Regions from separate parts of the Mus musculus genome. Here region 1 is linked to region 2. A link is a contact called in public HiChIP or PLAC-seq data. All regions are on one chromosome and are shown on one strand. Each heading gives the region's core, a stretch centred on a gene start, on an enhancer-like site or on the middle of the called end of the contact. The rest is flanking DNA. Distances are from core to core; before and after follow the strand shown. Region 1 overlaps Snx10 (sorting nexin 10). Region 2 overlaps C530044C16Rik (RIKEN cDNA C530044C16 gene).

Region 1 (4,753 bases), core at 211-2,710, 750 kb before region 2:
CATGTTGCCTTGACAACGCCTCCTCCAGGATACACCATCCTAGCCCTCAGCCACACTGCCTCCTAATACTGAAGACAACTGTACGTAGGGGAGGAATCAGTCAAATGTCTCATTTCTCATTATGATTCCACCTGCAGAAAGGTCACTGGTATAGTCTAACTCTTAAATAGCTGCCCGCGTGTTCGAGGCCCGGCTCCCCGTCTGTGCTATCGAGAAGTGGTAGGTCTTTAGGAGATGGAGAGTGGTGTAAGGAAACAACCATTGAAGACATTTCCTTGAAGTCACTGGGACCCCAGGCTTTCCTCTTTCTGCACATTCAGCTACGATTTGTTGTCCCATACCCTACGAGTAACAAGATAGCCAATCACCAACCTACACCTCTGAAAGCATGGACCAAAATCAATTCCCCCTGCCTGTAAGGTTGTCAGCAATGATAGAAAACTGAGCAACACGCTACTTTATTAAAAAAAAAAGAAAAAGAGAGAGAGAGAGAGAGAGAGAGAGAGAGAGAGGGAGGGAGGGAGGGAGGGAGGGAGGGAGGGAGGGAGAGAGAGAGAGAGAGAGAGAGAGAGAGAGAGAGAGAGAAAGAAAGAAAGAAAGAAAGAAAGAAAGAAAGAAAGAAAGAAAGAAAGAAAGAAAGAAAGAGAAAAGTTACGTGTATGAATCTTAGTATCCAGGGGAAAAAAAGAACACCAGGCAGCAGAAAGGGCCTTGTGGGACAGAACCCATAAGCATCCTGTGTTGGTCTCAAAAGTATCAAAGAAAGTGAAAAAAAGAGCTGGGCTGAGTGGTGCACTCCTTTAATCCCGGCACTAGGGAGGCAGAGGCAGAGGCAGAGGCAGGCAGATCTCTGAGTTCTGAGTTTGGTCTACAAAGTAAGTTCCAGGACAGCCAGGGCTATACAGAGAAACCCTGTCTCGAAAAAAAAAAAAAAAAAAAAAAAAAAAAAGGAAAGACAGCTCAGCAGTTAGGAGCACCAACTGCTCTTCCAGAGGTCCTGAGTTCAATTTCCAGCAACCACATGGTGGCTCACAACCATCTGTAATGGGATCTGATGCCCTTTTCTCGTGTGTCTGAAGAGAGCAATGGTGTACTCATATACATCAAATAAATAAGTCTTTTTAAAAAATAAGTTTACAAAAACTTTAAATAGGCAAGTCAAATAATAGAAATTATTCATTATTCGTGACGAATGATGAACAGATCAATTCATGAAATGCCCCTGCAAATCTATACCAGCAAATATTTCTGTAAAAAAGGTGAGCGAGGGTTTCAACAATCAACACATAAAACTAAAACCAAAAGGGTACTCAAATAAAATGTACACAAAGCCTTTGATTTGGCCTGAGTTCTCATACTGGGCTCAACCGACTGATCAAACCAGAACGCAGTCCCCTATCCCATGCCAAGCAATCAGTGAGCTTTCAAACTGAAAGCAATGAGTCACAAGGCGGTAGGGCGAGCCAACTCATCCTGCTCTAACTCAACACGGAAGCAGTCAGTCCACTTCTCCTTCCTCCTTGTCCCTATCTCTTGCAACAAGTTTCTTCCTTCAGCCCTTCAACTGTGTCTGCCAATTCATCATGTCAGCTCATCGGAGTTCACATCTCTCAGAGTTGAATGTGTGGTACAAGGAATCAAACTCAGGCTCCTACACATGCTAGGCATGTGCGCCCCCATCCCTCATCTAGTGTTTAAATAGTTGTTGATGATGATGGTGGTGGTGGTGGTGATGATGATGATGATGATGATATTTTTGAAAATAGAAGCCCCACACATAGCAATTCCACTTCTGAGTATATATTTTATCTTTTATTATTTTGTTATATGCATATGAGTGTTTCCAACCGCATGTATGTCTGTGCACTGCATGCCTGCCAACTGCCCACAGATGTCAGAAGAAGGTGTCAGATCCCATGGAACTGGAGTCACAGATGTTTGTGATCCATATCATAGGCACTGGGGCTCGAACCCAGTTCTATTTACTGAAGAGCAACCAGTGGCTCTTAACCACTGACCCATCCCTCCGGGTCCTTGGTATGAATTTTTTTAAGAAGTGAAAGTAGGACCAGGTAGTGGTGGCAAATACCTTTTAATCCCAGCACCTGGGAAGGCAGAGGCAGGTGGATTTCTGAGTTAAAGGCCAGCCTGGTCTACAGAGTGAGTTCCAGGACAGCCAGGGCTACACAAAGAAACCCTGTCTTGAAGGGAGAAAAAAAAGAAGAAGAAGTGAATATAGGGTCTCAAAGAGATATTCATCCATGTCTTAGTTAAGGTTTTACTGCTATGAAGAGCAATCATGACCAAGGCAAAGGCAAGTCTTATAAAGGACAACATTTAATTGGGGCTGGCTTACAGGTTCAGAGCTTCAGTCCATTATCACCGAGGCAGGAGCATAGCAGTGTGCAGCTGAAAATTCTACATCTTGTTCCAAAGGCAGCTATGAGAAGACTGGCTTACAGACAGCAACGATGAGGATCTTAAAGCCTATGCCCACATAACACACTTCCTACTCCTACAAGGCCACACTTCCAAATAGTGCCACTCCCTAGGCCAAGTATAGACAAACTATCACAGTATACACGTTCATAGCAGAATGATTCACAGGGCTAAGATGGAGAAGCGATTCAAGTGTCCATAGATGGATGAGTCAATAAACAAGATGTGGAACAGGCACACACGGAAGCGATGGGCACAGGCTGCCACACAGATGAACTTTACGGGTATTAGGGTAACTGAAAAACTTGGTCACAAAAGACAAGGCCTTCATGATTCCACTGATATGCGGTGGTGTGTGTGTGTGTGTGTGTGTGTGTGTGTGATGTGAGCACATATGTACATGTGTGTGAAAGGAGAGGCCAGAGGTTGATGTCTAGTGTCTTCTTCAATTCCTCTGTCATCTTTATAGAGACAGAACCCCTCACTGAACCTTGTGCTCCCCAACTGGCTACAATGGCTAGCCAATGAGCTCCAAGGAGCCTCTTGCCTTCGCTCCCACCCTGCACTGGAGATACAAACACACGGCAGCACCTCGGACTTCTTACACGGGCGGTGGGCATCCAAACTCCGGTCCTCCTGTGTGCATAGCAAGCACTTTACAAGCTGAGCTATAGCCAACCCCCTCCAGGGGGGCTTTTAACCTAGTCAGGTTCATTCAGGAAGAAGGCAGAGGCTAGGGAGCAAGGAGGAAACGGCACACTCTTGTTCAATAGACAGAGTTTCGGTTCTGCCCGAGAAAAAAGGAGCTGAGGAGTGTGCCACCCACCACGAGTGCACTACACCACACAACTGAGCTGTGTGTGCATCAGATGGTAAGTTCCATGCTATATGGTTCCTATCACAGTCAAGAGTTAGCAATTTTTAAAAACTCTAAAGTAGATTTAAATGCTTAAACCTTCCTGGTAACAGAAATGCAAAGAGACCAGATAACATAGCCGTCCCTTTCAAATTAAAGATGTGGGGCTGGAGAGACAGACAGGTCAGTAGTTAAGAGCACTGGCTGCTCTTCCAGGGGACCCAAGTTTGATTCCCAGCACCCCCATGGCGGCTCACAACGTTCTCTAACACCAGTTCCATGAGACCTGACACCTTCTTCTGGTCTCTTCGGGCACCAAGGCACACACACGGTGCAAAGACATCCAGGCAAAAATCCACACACGTAAAAATAACTTTTAAGAGTAAAGACTTGATGATACATCCACTACTGACAAGCATCATTAGGAATGAAAATTAAATACTATCAATAGGAATATGAGCTATGGCAATGCCATGAAAAAGAATGGGGCCCAAGCTGGGTGTGGTTATCCCAGCACCTAGAAGTCTGAGGCAAGAAGATCACAGAGTTTAAGGATAGTCTGAGCTACAGAATGAAACCACGTTTCAAAAAATTCTATAAAAGGCAATTCAACCTTGTATTTCACAAGTACTTGTAAATTGTTTATATCTTTAACTCACTAAAATGACCTCAGAAAACAACTTAAACAGCTCAATGCAGTTTGTACAGAGTACATGCACCATGCATACCAACAGACATGCCCACTGTGGTTTGCCTTAAATGTCACATCCTAGCACTGGGGAAACTGAGGCAGACAAGCCAGGTTACAATGCGAGACCCTCAAAACAACAAACAAACAAAAAACACACCCAGGCATAGTTGTGCACACCTTTAATCCCAGCACTAAGGAGGAAGAAACAGGCAGATTTCTGAGTTTGAGGACAGCCTGGTCTACAGAGCACACTCCAGCATTCCAGGCCAATTAGGAATACACAGTTGTGGGAAGCCACATGTGCCGTTGCAGAATGGCACTGACTACTGCTGGCCACCACGCATAAGTTTGGACAAACAACCAATGTGTACATATGCAGTAAAGTTTTTTGCAAAGACACTGCCTGGCCCAGGCATGATAATGAGGCTTTGAGAGTATAACCAATCAGATGTGAGACATGCAAATGAGGTATGATAATGAGGCTCTGTGAGGTACAGCGAGAGAGTAGCCAATCAGATGAGGAACATGCAAATGAGGCTTAGTGCATAACCAATCCGGGTGTGAGACATGCCTCTCCTAGGCCTATATAAGCAGCACCAGTTCTGGGCTTGGGGGTCTCTTCGCCTCTGCAATCAAGCTCTCCCAATAAACGTGTGCAGAAGGATCCTGTTGCAGCGTCGTTACTGCTGGCCAGTCCAGCGCGCGCAAGACAAAGTGAAACTCTTCCTCAAAAAAAAAAAATTGGGAGCTGGAAAAATGGCTCAGTG
Region 2 (4,921 bases), core at 669-3,168:
GGATGAGCTGCTCCAGGGGAGATCTGCCCTGCTGCCCCAGAGTCCACTAGGAGAGCCTCCACAGACTCTGTTATCAAAGTAGATGAATGGCGACCTACCTCAGTTCTGTTTCTCATTAAATATTTACAGAGGGATTATCCCAAGTTTTGCCCGTTTCTTTGGCTTTTCTGTTTGGTTTTGTTTTCTGGCTTTAACATACAAAACCTCACCTAATAAAAATTGCACCACATTCAAGGCAACGTGTTGAGGGCACTGCGGTTAATGTAGCTTTACTGGTGTTATTTTAAGTGTCTGTACTCTGAATTCCCTTGGAATCCATGCTCTTAACTCCCACAAATATGAACGGACCTCCCACGCCTGTAGGACCCCGCTGTGTATTTATTAGGAAGCAACTCCACTTCTAAATGCTGCACACCGGGCTGCCCCCGCCCCACCGGGTGCTCGAGTTCCTGAACATGCGTGTTTAAAAATGTCCCTTAAAAAAATATGGCTTAGCTGGACAGGCAAAACATTCTGTGTAATCAGAGAGCATGTTTAGGAAACACTGTTTGCGGAGATGAACCGTGCTTTAATGAAACGTCCGAGGGGATAAATAACTCAGTCCCCTTCTCCGGGGTCATGGGTGCTGGCTTCAGCTCTGGTCATAAAACAAAGTGGAGTCGTGGTCCCCGGAAGGGAGCGATGCAAAAACATCAAATGTTTGGCCTGGAAATGCAATGCGAACAGAGACTAAAACCAGGCCCTTTCACTAGCACAACAAATATTAAAATAACCACTTCAAAGGCTTGGGGGGTGGGGGGGGCATACAAAGTTAAAGCCAGAGAGAAAAACCCCTCAGGTGAAGTCTGGTTGGATATCTGAAGGGAGACCTTTCACCGCTGTCTCGAGAAGTTTCACTTAACTGTAAAAGATGATGAGGGTTTAATTTATATTTAAACCAAGGTTAGCATCCCTCTCCTTGTAGGACATTCTTTCCTAAGCCCTGCACTGAGGGTTTTGTTTTGTTTTCTAGGCGGTGCTCCATCAGCTTTAAGGCAACGCTCACCCTAAAGATGGATAGATAGCTATAGCATCACCAACTTTGAACAATGAACTAAATACTGTTGAAAACAGAAATTAAATTTTTGTAGGCTATCCATTTTTATCTGCATTGCTTAATGAGCTCTAGCACCGAAAATTCTGTGTCCCCATAAAAACCTATTCAGCATTCAGTTTTCTCAAACTTTAAACCTCAAAAAAAGTTATGGCATCACTGATGGTGTACTGCCACCGTCTGGTCATTTTGAGAACTGCAGGTAGGTTCCCTTTTCTTCAAAAACTGAGCTGTTTTCACCAACACATGTATCTTTTGGGGAAGAGACTTGTTAGACCTACCTAAGTGTCCTAAGAACACTCAAAGGAATTCTGAAGGCTCCTCTTGTTGCCTCACAGTAGGAAAAATCAGATCCACTTCACACCGGGGGGCCGGGGGGCGGGTTCTCTGAAGATTGCCATTTACAGCAGGGGTATGGGATGAAGAGAAACAAAATTCTTAGTTTACACTTAAAACTTAGACTCGTAACTAGCTAGTACACCTGTGTGTCACCAGACATTAGAATCCCCTTGCCATAGATGAGGATAATAATCATGCCTGACCTGTAGGTACTGGAGGGTAAAGGAGATGATGCCCCGGAGGTGCTTAGCACAGCGTCGCGCTCACGGCAGTGGTCAGCGATGAGAGAGATTATTAAAACTCGTATTTATTTAACTTCCTTTCAAACATACAGATGAGAAATCACAGTGTTGGCAAGGACTTCGAGTGCCTGGATCCTGTCCCAGACAGAAAGTTTCCACGATTTCCTTTACGTCATGGGAACGAGAGGATCTGCCAACCTTTAGAGAAGTAATCTTCCCTCCCAGCTCCCCACAGGCTAGGCTCACAACTGCTCACCCCCAGAGCTACTGCTGAGCAGAGCTGTCCTGCCCTGGCCCCCACCTCCCTCCTCTGCTCTGTTCGGTACACCGGCCCTGGACATCTGTATTTGCACTGCTCTCTCGGGGCCCCCGTTGCCCCTGGGTTCTGTCTTGCTTTGTTTATTTAAATCCCACCTCTCTGGGAGACACGGATCCCATCTTTCTTAAGAGTTTGCCTCCCATCCGCTTCCTTACTGGCCACCACTGGCAAGGGTTCATTTTGCCAGTGATTCCCTGACAGTCACACCCATGAATGGTGGGAATAAGATGTGAGTATCTCTATGCCCTGTGTAGCCACGAGAGTCTCACATCTCTGGTCCTCATCTCTGCAATAAAAATATATGTCAGCACCCATCTCACTATCAAGATGGTGTGTCGGGACACAAATTGGAAACAAAGCCTGCACTCCCCATTCTAAATTAGCAGAGAACAGCCCTTCACAGATTAGAAAGAGGGGGCCTGTCACACGCCTGGGTGGCACTAAAAGACTATTGTAGCTATAAGATAGAAGCCAGACCTCAATCTCTTGTGGCTCTTTTGTCCCCACGTAGCCCCATGTTTAAAGGATTTGTGCATTCTTGCTTCCCACTCCCTCTGTCTCTGGGTGGTAAAGAGGTACCTGGGCATGGACAGAAAAAGTTCAGCACCAGGTGGCGCCTGGGCTGCGGATCGGACTGAACCGGTTGTGCAACACTGCTTCTATTTCAGACACAGTGGCTTTAAGGTTTCTTAACATCACTTTGTTCCTCCATAAAATATAAACTTTTGGCCACACCCCTACCCCACCCCCATCCTATCCCACCCTTGTCTTACCAAGTTCCTGCAGATATCAGAGTCCACTGCATAGTTCTCAGCTCAGTTCTTTGATTTTTTAAAAGTCCCCACCTCAACCAGCAGAGGGCGGTGAAAGACAAACTGAGCTCTGAGTCTCTCTCTCTCTCTCTCTCTCTCTCTCTCTCTCTCTCTCTCTCTCTCCCCCCCCCCCCCCCCACTGCCCCTCGTGCGCATACCTAGGCTGAGGACTGTTGTCCCCTTTAAAGGTGCAAGGAATTTGATGGTAATGTTATCACTCCTGTTACCCCTCTGTATGGCCCATGAAGGGTTCTGAGGCACAGCCAAACACCCTGAGCTGGAGAAGGGAGGGGGTTCAGTGCAGAAGACAGGCCAAGCAGCAGTGCAGCTACTTGGAAGTGAGGTTCAGAGCAAAACAGGAGAGACCCAGGCCTGCACCCCACAGACCTGGGAAGGGTGGCTTACTGAGAAAAGTCTGGGGGAAAATAAAAGACTTGTAGAAAGTTCTGGGTGCAGCCTCCTCGACATGTTTGTGGAGCGGTTGCAGTATATCAAGCAAGTACTACCAATGGACTTAGACCATGCGAATAGAGACACAGAAATGTTACAGATGCACTTTGTGATTCAGATTTATAACTTTCCAATGAGAGTCAGGGCCTGGAACCACCCTCTATTCCCATGGACAGCCCAGTCTGTATAGGGAGGGTGGGCTGAGAGTAGTTGGGAGATGGACTGTCCAAGCAGAGCTCTACTGAATAAACAGAACCATCAGTAGAACCTACAATGTGGCCACAGGGTCACACAGTTCTAGAGTAAATGTGTATAAAGCGGTTCAGAAAGCCTGAACAAGCAAAAGTCATGGGGGACAGCCATGATTTTAAAAGCATAACTAAATACTACATTCCAAAGGACCAGCAGCATTGCAGGTAAGGAATGTGGGCAGACGTGAGGCAAAGTGATGGATTGTCACCACTGTGTCCCAGCAAAGCTGCTTGAGGAGGGAAGCTATTACCTAGATTAGCGGTTAGACGGGTGTTGGTTTAAACTTGTTGTAAGTTTTAGATTTGAACTTGAGAAAAAAGAGTTATGGATTGCAGATGAATATTTGACTCTTCCTTGCAGAGTCAGTGTTAATCCCTGAGAACCTTCACACTCTAATGCTTGCTGGAAAGATCTTCCATCTTCCTTTCCTTCTCTTCCAACATTAGGATCCTCTCTGCATTCACCTGGCAAGGATTACCCAGAGAAACCTGGACCTTCTATTAAACAGCAGCTCTTCAAATGTTTGGACCCTTGCTCTCACAAACAGCCTCTGGTCCCTCAGAGTATCTACCCACCACGCAGCAGCTCTTCATCCTAGGACTGGCATCAGTTCACCAAAGGCCACCTCTTTCTGAGAGATAGTCCTAAAGAGGCTCATCTCCAACCGTGAGGCTCTAAGGAAGGCTCTCTCTCTCTCTCTCTCTCTCTCTCTCTCTCTCTCTCATCAAGCAGCTTCTTGTCTCTAGGAACTGAATCAGTGGGAATCCCTGACCTCTCCAAGGTCACCCTCTGCTCTCCTGGGATGATATCAGAGCACAGGCTCATTTTCTCTATGATACTCCAGTGCAGCATAGAGAAAAGTGCTGTCCATTTTCACAGGATTCTTCTGAGGATTGGACTACTGCTATCATTGAGGGAGGGGGACTAATGGGACAGGATGTAGTAAAACTTGGAGCAAAAAATGAAATGTCAGTGTGGAGATAATCTGCCTGCTTGACCTTCCTACCATCCCCCGAAGGAATCGATAACACATCGTCCTCCCAACTCCGTGTTCAACTAGACTTGTTTTCTGTTGGGGTGGGGCATGTTTTTGTTCTTCTTTAAAGGAGACCACACAAACTGTCAAGATAACCTGGAGATTAGCATGATAGACCCTTCTTATTTCCTAACACCCTAGTGAAGAGGTGACTTCACATGAAAGGCCAGTGATCCAGAGCCACCTCCCTACAGGGTCAGAGACAGAACACCCAGCTAGCAAGATCTGGCCACCAGGCCTTTGGGCTCAGCGACAAACATGACCCATGCTATTAAGTATTGGGAAAGGAATCAATGTTGTGTGCTCTGGCAAGCCCCAGGTTCTGCCAGTAAGGGGGGACAGAAGGAAGGCACGGAGCTGGGGCTCAAGCAGGGAAGG

Evidence for each region. HiChIP or PLAC-seq counts read pairs in DNA pulled down with a chosen protein or histone mark.
Region 1: a contact with region 2 is called in a FOXA1 HiChIP or PLAC-seq map of pancreatic cancer cells. The contact joins two enhancer-like sites. A contact is called at or near these places in 2 of 115 datasets of contacts at active chromatin or transcription factors (large pre-B cells and pancreatic cancer cells).

What each region holds. Positions count from the first base shown.
Region 1 is chr6:51,555,243-51,559,995 of GRCm38.p6, reverse strand. The region is part of intron 1 of Snx10 (sorting nexin 10); the gene reads right to left. Among named protein-coding and RNA genes, the nearest start is that of Snx10, 34 kb to the right of the region's middle. Within about 2 kb of position 1,460, at least 72 of the 459 cell types and tissues checked have an H3K27ac peak or open chromatin away from gene starts, as enhancers often do. A contact at or near this core is called in pancreatic cancer cells, where this site is marked.
Region 2 is chr6:50,804,673-50,809,593 of GRCm38.p6, reverse strand. The region is part of intron 4 of C530044C16Rik (RIKEN cDNA C530044C16 gene); the gene reads right to left. Gm31455 (a long non-coding RNA gene) reads left to right here. Exons shown (of 5, transcript XR_869068.3): 4 at 1,767-1,882; 5 at 3,954-4,921. Among named protein-coding and RNA genes, the nearest start is that of Gm31455, 15 kb to the left of the region's middle. Within about 2 kb of position 1,918, at least 106 of the 459 cell types and tissues checked have an H3K27ac peak or open chromatin away from gene starts, as enhancers often do. A contact at or near this core is called in pancreatic cancer cells, where this site is marked.